Linked DNA regions of Mus musculus: region 2 is linked to region 1. Evidence: chromatin contacts called from public promoter capture Hi-C data. All regions are on one chromosome and are shown on one strand. The core of a region is the stretch at or near the end of the contact, and the rest is flanking DNA. Distances in the headings are between cores, read along the strand shown. Region 1 holds the start of Rasgrf2 (RAS protein-specific guanine nucleotide-releasing factor 2). Region 2 overlaps Rasgrf2 (RAS protein-specific guanine nucleotide-releasing factor 2).

Evidence for each region. Promoter capture Hi-C pulls out the DNA fragments that hold promoters and counts their contacts.
Region 2: a contact with region 1 is called in a promoter capture Hi-C map of hippocampal neurons, with 4 times the contacts expected there. The contact joins the enhancer-like site here to the promoter of Rasgrf2 in region 1. A contact is called at or near these places in 8 of 39 promoter capture datasets (3T3-L1-derived adipocytes, the HPC-7 cell line, embryonic stem cells and 4 more), 1 of 115 datasets of contacts at active chromatin or transcription factors (a beta-TC-6 cell line) and 3 of 9 other capture datasets (adipose tissue, liver and pancreatic islet).

Annotation. Positions count from the first base shown.
Region 1 is chr13:92,130,351-92,133,223 of GRCm38.p6, reverse strand. It overlaps Rasgrf2 (RAS protein-specific guanine nucleotide-releasing factor 2), which reads left to right and starts at 1,396. Exons shown (of 28, transcript NM_009027.4): 1 at 1,396-2,017. The coding sequence starts at 1,730.
Region 2 is chr13:91,954,387-91,957,086 of GRCm38.p6, reverse strand. The region is part of intron 18 of Rasgrf2 (RAS protein-specific guanine nucleotide-releasing factor 2); the gene reads left to right. Among named protein-coding and RNA genes, the nearest start is that of Gm46435, 31 kb to the right of the region's middle. Within about 2 kb of position 1,281, at least 41 of the 459 cell types and tissues checked have an H3K27ac peak or open chromatin away from gene starts, as enhancers often do. A contact at or near this core is called in 3T3-L1-derived adipocytes, adipose tissue and hippocampal neurons, where this site is marked.

The DNA of each region.
Region 1 (2,873 bases), core at 147-2,646:
GTTTCACTAGTTTTCTTTTGAAGCTGCTGGAACATCATTTCTTTTCCACTTGTGTTTTGTTTGAGCAGAGTGTCTTGGTTTTCCAGCAGTAGCTGTAAGATTTGTTAACCAAATGAATCCCAGTTTCAACAAGGAACTCTGCTCAGCCTGTGTGTGACAGTTTGGCCTCTGAGGACAGTGTCTGCCCTGACAGCACTTTCCCTGATAAGGTTATCCCCTCTCTCCTTATTTAAAATGGCATACTGAACATTTGGCTTTTAAAAAAAATCATAATCACATAACAGGTGTCCAAAAGTAATTGACATTTGCTGGCTTTCAGGGAACACTCGACTTCTCCTATCAACAGCCACAGCTAGTTTTGATCTCTACAGTGCCGGTAGAAGCTGAAAAGCCAACATTGTGGTTTATGCAAAGTCACCTTGTGACTCCATTTGCTGCTACTGATCCTTTTTGTGAGTGTGAGTTCTGGCACATGAGCTGTAAACATGTGTGCCTCTCAGTGCCCATACATCTGTCTGTGTCCTGTCTGTAAGTGCTCATGTCTGATGAGTATGTTTATGAATGCACATTTGCATGTAAATGCATGTTTGTGAACATGTGTGTATGTGACAGAAAAGGCCAGTGTATGTGTGTGTGTGTGTGTGTGTGTGTGTGTGTGTGTGTGTGTTTCTGTCTAGGTGTATGTTTTTCTGGTGATTGTGTGAATGTGTATATGATTATAAATGTGTATGCACTGAGTACAGTAAATATTAGGGTGTTTGAGATAGCACTAAGATATGTAGATATATGTAGTTGCCTGCTTAAGTACAAATTTGTAGGTTTGCGTTTTTCAGAAGTGCATACTGTGGATGTACTTTTGTAATTGTGAATGTATATCTGTGTGCCTAGGAATGTGCTATACATGACTGTACATTGCAGTCTTATGTGTATGACTGTGAGCATTGGATTAAAGAGTATTTGGTAATTTATGTTGTGAGTGCATGTATGCTTGTATGCCTGTGCTTATTGTATTTGGGTGCATGTGTGATTTTGTGCGCGAATATGAGCGTTGTGTGTTTGTGTGCATGCTTCAGTCTCCATGTGTATGTTCAGTGTGCGTTTGCCTGTGTATGCATGAGAGCACATTTGTGAGTGTTTGTGCTGTGAGCGACTGGGCGCTACCAAGCTCGCTCCTGCTCCTCCTGGGCGATCTGCCCCATCCAGGCTTGGCCTGGACAGAAGCAGAGGCCAGGGTCCTGGCAGGCGACTGAAGGATGTGCGCTGGGGTGAGCACGCAGCGCCTCCGCGGCCGCCACCGCGCCGGCTTTACCCTTTAAATCGGTCTCCAAGCCGCTTACTGCTGATCTCCCACGTGACGTTTTACCTTCTGTCTCCCGGAGCGCGTTGCCCGAGGACAGTCCTCTGGCTGCCGCGCGCCTCATAGCATAGCGCAGCCCGCCGCAGAGGCTGGGCTCCCGCAATACTTCGGGTGGAGTGACACTGGTGCGGGCGCCCTCGGAGGGCCACTCGTCACCGGGCTTCCGGGGAACAGGAGGCGTCGGGGGCCGGAGAGGGCGCGGTCGGGGAGGAGACGGTGCTGGTGCTCCAGCCCGGATAGGCGCCCTAGGTCTGGGCGGCGAGCGGGGTGCCCCGTGGCAGGCAGTCTGCGGTGCGTCCTCCCGGAGGGCAATCTGCGATGACCCCGCCAAGAAGCTGAGGCTACGACTCGAACGCCCTCCGCGCCCTCGCCATGCAGAAGAGCGTGCGCTACAACGAGGGGCACGCCCTGTACCTGGCCATGCTGGCGCGCAAGGAGGGCACCAAACGCGGCTTCCTGAGCAAGAAGGCTGCAGAGGCGAGCCGCTGGCACGAGAAGTGGTTCGCTCTCTACCAGAATGTGCTCTTTTACTTCGAAGGCGAGCAGAGCGGCCGGCCAGCGGGCATGTACCTTCTAGAGGGCTGCAGCTGTGAGCGGACGCCTGCACCACCCAGGACCAACGCAGGACCCGCAGGCGCCCGGGACGCTTTGGACAAGCAGGTACCTCGAACCCTCCTTTCCCTGGCTTCCAACCCCAGACGCCTCGCTGTCTTGCTTGTCCGACTCTGGTGCTGGGTGGACAGCTGACAGCGCAGGGACAAGTGCTTGGAGACCCTGTAGCAACGCATGTCCCTGTGAGTGAGCAGAGAGATTCTGACACCACCATCCTTTAACCCCACCACCTAGCGACCAGCTGGGCTAGAGACCAGGCTGGTTTAGCTTAGCTTAGGTTTTGGTTTTTATTATTTATTTATTTATTTATTTATTTATTCCTTCGCAATCCTCTTAGAGGTTAGGTCAGATTTCTCTCAGTTTCTTCCCTAACCACTCCGTGCTGTTCTAGACCTTAATGTGGCAAGTGTCTGTTGACACCTGTTGGATTTAGATTGGTTTGGTGAGACCAAACTACCCTATTTCGGAAAGTTTGGTTTCTTTTTTCACTGGCTCCGGACCGGCAGAGTTCTTTACCTGCCAGTGATGGCTTACCCGTAGTTCTGGGCACCAATCCCACTACCAAGACGGACGCGTTTGTTGGTCCTTGTCAATCATGCGTTGTAGTTTAGGTCTTGAGAATGTTTGCCCACCGAGGTCAGCATAAAGACACTGTCTCCCAAGAATTAGCATTTGTCCCTGAGTTTATGTTTAAAAACATGGGCATTTAAAAAGAACGCTCTGTACTTTAAAGTAAATGAGACCTTTTAGTTGTAGGTCATAATTTGAATGGGTTTGTTGTGTGCTCAAGGCGTGGAGAAGGCAATGGCTTAACCTCTGAATCCCATTCCTGCAAAATAGGAACCATATTGATTTCAAATGCCATTTGTTTATTACAGTTAAAGAGGAATGATTTTATTCAGCC
Region 2 (2,700 bases), core at 32-2,531, 180 kb after region 1:
CGTGGACAGTGATGTTCCCTGTTATCTAGTCCTGGGCAATAAAGGAAACTGGCTGAGCATGCATGAAATGAGCCAGAGAGAAAACCAGCAAGGAGAATTTTCCTTCATGGTGTCCTGCCTGGAGTTCATGCCATGATTTCCTCCAATGATGGACGTATTCCAGCTTGTATGTAAAGATAATAAGCCCACCCACTAGTTAAGTTGCATTTACTTAGAGTGGTTTTATGACAGGAGCAGAAGGGATACCAGAGCATGGGGCTTCCTGTATGGTTGGGACTCAAGCTTCTGAACTAAAATAATCTTCCCACTTACTGGTGTGAATGTAACCCTGAGCCTGCAGATCAGCTAAGAATGCTCACAGCAGCTGGCCCTTGCATTCTCTTCTTGGAAAGGGGCCATAGGACAAGCTTGACCACACATAGTATTCACTACTGCTGATCATGTCTTCTCTGCACCTCCCAAGCAGACCCACATCCTTACTACAGAAGCCTGGATGCCCTCTTCCCTGGCTGGGCTGCATTGCCAAGTCTTCTGTCTGTGTATAGACCTTTCCCATGCTCTATGTAGATGATTCTCTTACTGATGCTGCTTCAAAGGGTTGCAAAGCAAGTTGATTCTGCCTCACAGTGTTAATTGCTGTTTGATTCCATCACAGAACCATCTGTTTAGGGCCAGGAAGGTAGCCTAAGCAGAGAATAGGAAGCTGAAACACATTTACACAGGACAGCCACAGCCACCTCCTGCTGAGCATTGTTCTAATAGGAATGAAACATTACAAATGCCAGACCTGCTTTCTCCCTTTGTTTTCGTTTTTAAAGAAAAGCCAGAAACCTGCATGTTTTTGAGAAAATTTCCAGTTTTTATAGAAATTGAAAATGAATTCATACTCTTTATAAACATAGTTGTAACCAAACAAAATATGTCTGTGGGCCACACTTGGCTGTAAGCCATTAGTGGTTGACCTTGGATTTACTATAACCAGTTACAGCTGGAGTTGAGGATGGTTGGAGCTTAGATTTGCTGAGATACCCTCAGATCTTATTAATAGACTCCTGACTTGCTTTATCAGACCCATCCACCAGCTTTTGCATGCCTTTTGCTGGCCTGTCTCCAGGGAGTTATCCCCACTTTTCTACTGTCTTTGACCACTTTGGCTTTCAAAGGGCAATAATCCAAGCTCAAAGATTTGGGAGATGTGTCATTGTCAGCTGCACCATGGGCACATGATGCTGAAGTATGAGAAGAGGAGTGGCAAAGTGCTGTGCTCAGGCGCTCAGTGATGGAGACAGAGGCTCACACTTATGACCTAATCGCTAACTCCTTGCCTTGATATTGCCACTAATTCCATATTAACTGTAAAAGAGCCAGAGCTCAAGAAGCCTGGAATGTGTGACTTATGTCCACTCTCACAGCTGTGTCTGTGCACAATATACTCACCTTATTGCAATGAAAGGATCTAGTCAGAGGGAGCTTTTGTCTGTGTTGAGAGTAGGGTTGCATTTACAGTAAGATATTGATTTCTGTCAATTAAGTTAATGCCACACTTTTACCCTGACATGTTTTCAGGATCTGTGAGAACATCCAGCCTTTTAAAACAGCTTATGCGTACCAATAAAGCTGTAGGAAAGGCAATGAATCTGGTCTTTTGCCAATGTTTGTATTACAAGCTAAAATTGAAACTGCTGGCAGGAGTCACATGTTGATTTTCTATTTCAAAATCAGAACATCATGCAGACATTTTACTGTAGCACATCCCAGGGCAGCTTGTCTAGAGTGGAAAAAGAACAGCTTAGGCTCCTAACTACACCTGCCTCCTGGGCTTCTGAGAAGCCCACTAAAGGCAAGGACTCCAGAAAGGAGAGATGCTGCTGATAGCAAGGCAAGAAAACAGAGGCAAGGAGTCCCCACACCAACACCTGCCCTCCTCTCTCCTGGTTCTCCTTCTACTGGTTGGTCAGGGCATAGTAGGAAATGCTCTGAGCACCTAACCAGGTAAAAGGTGTAAGGACAGATGCTGGCCAACTATGGCGTTCCATATGTAGAGGATTCCCCCATCTTTTCATGTTCTAACAAAGACTGACCTTTGTCCTAGGTTATATATAGCTTCTCTTTTACTGCACCCTGCTTTTCCCCTCTGTATATTCTTACTCTGTGGAATTCTGTACCTTTATGTGACAGCATGTCCTCTAGTTACACTTAGTCATACCATTTGTCAAGCAAATGAAAGGGCATTTTACTTTCCCTTATTTAAGACTTATTAAGAATTTATTTTTTCCCATTTTTATTAGTTTTAATATTTTGTGGAATGTGTTTCAATCAATCATAGTCGCCGTTTCACCCCACTTCCCCCCAAATTCACCCCACCTCCACCCACCCATTTTCAGGCCCTCTTTTATTTAAAAAAATAAAAACAAAACCCATCCAGTACAGTCAGTGCTGCCCATATACTTTTGAGCGTGTGGCCTTCCACTGGAGCATGACCAACCCATTGGGGCCTTCACCCTTAAACAAGACAGTGCTCCCTCTCCCAGCAGCAGTGCTCCCTCTCCCAGCAGCAGTGCTCCCTCTCCCAGCAGCAGTGCTCCCTCTCCCAGCAGCAGTGCTCCCTCTCCCAGCAGCAGTGCTCCCTCTCCCAGCAGCAGTGCTCCCTCTCCCAGCAGCTGTCACATGCCCATCGCTCTCCAGCTAGGGGTAGGACTT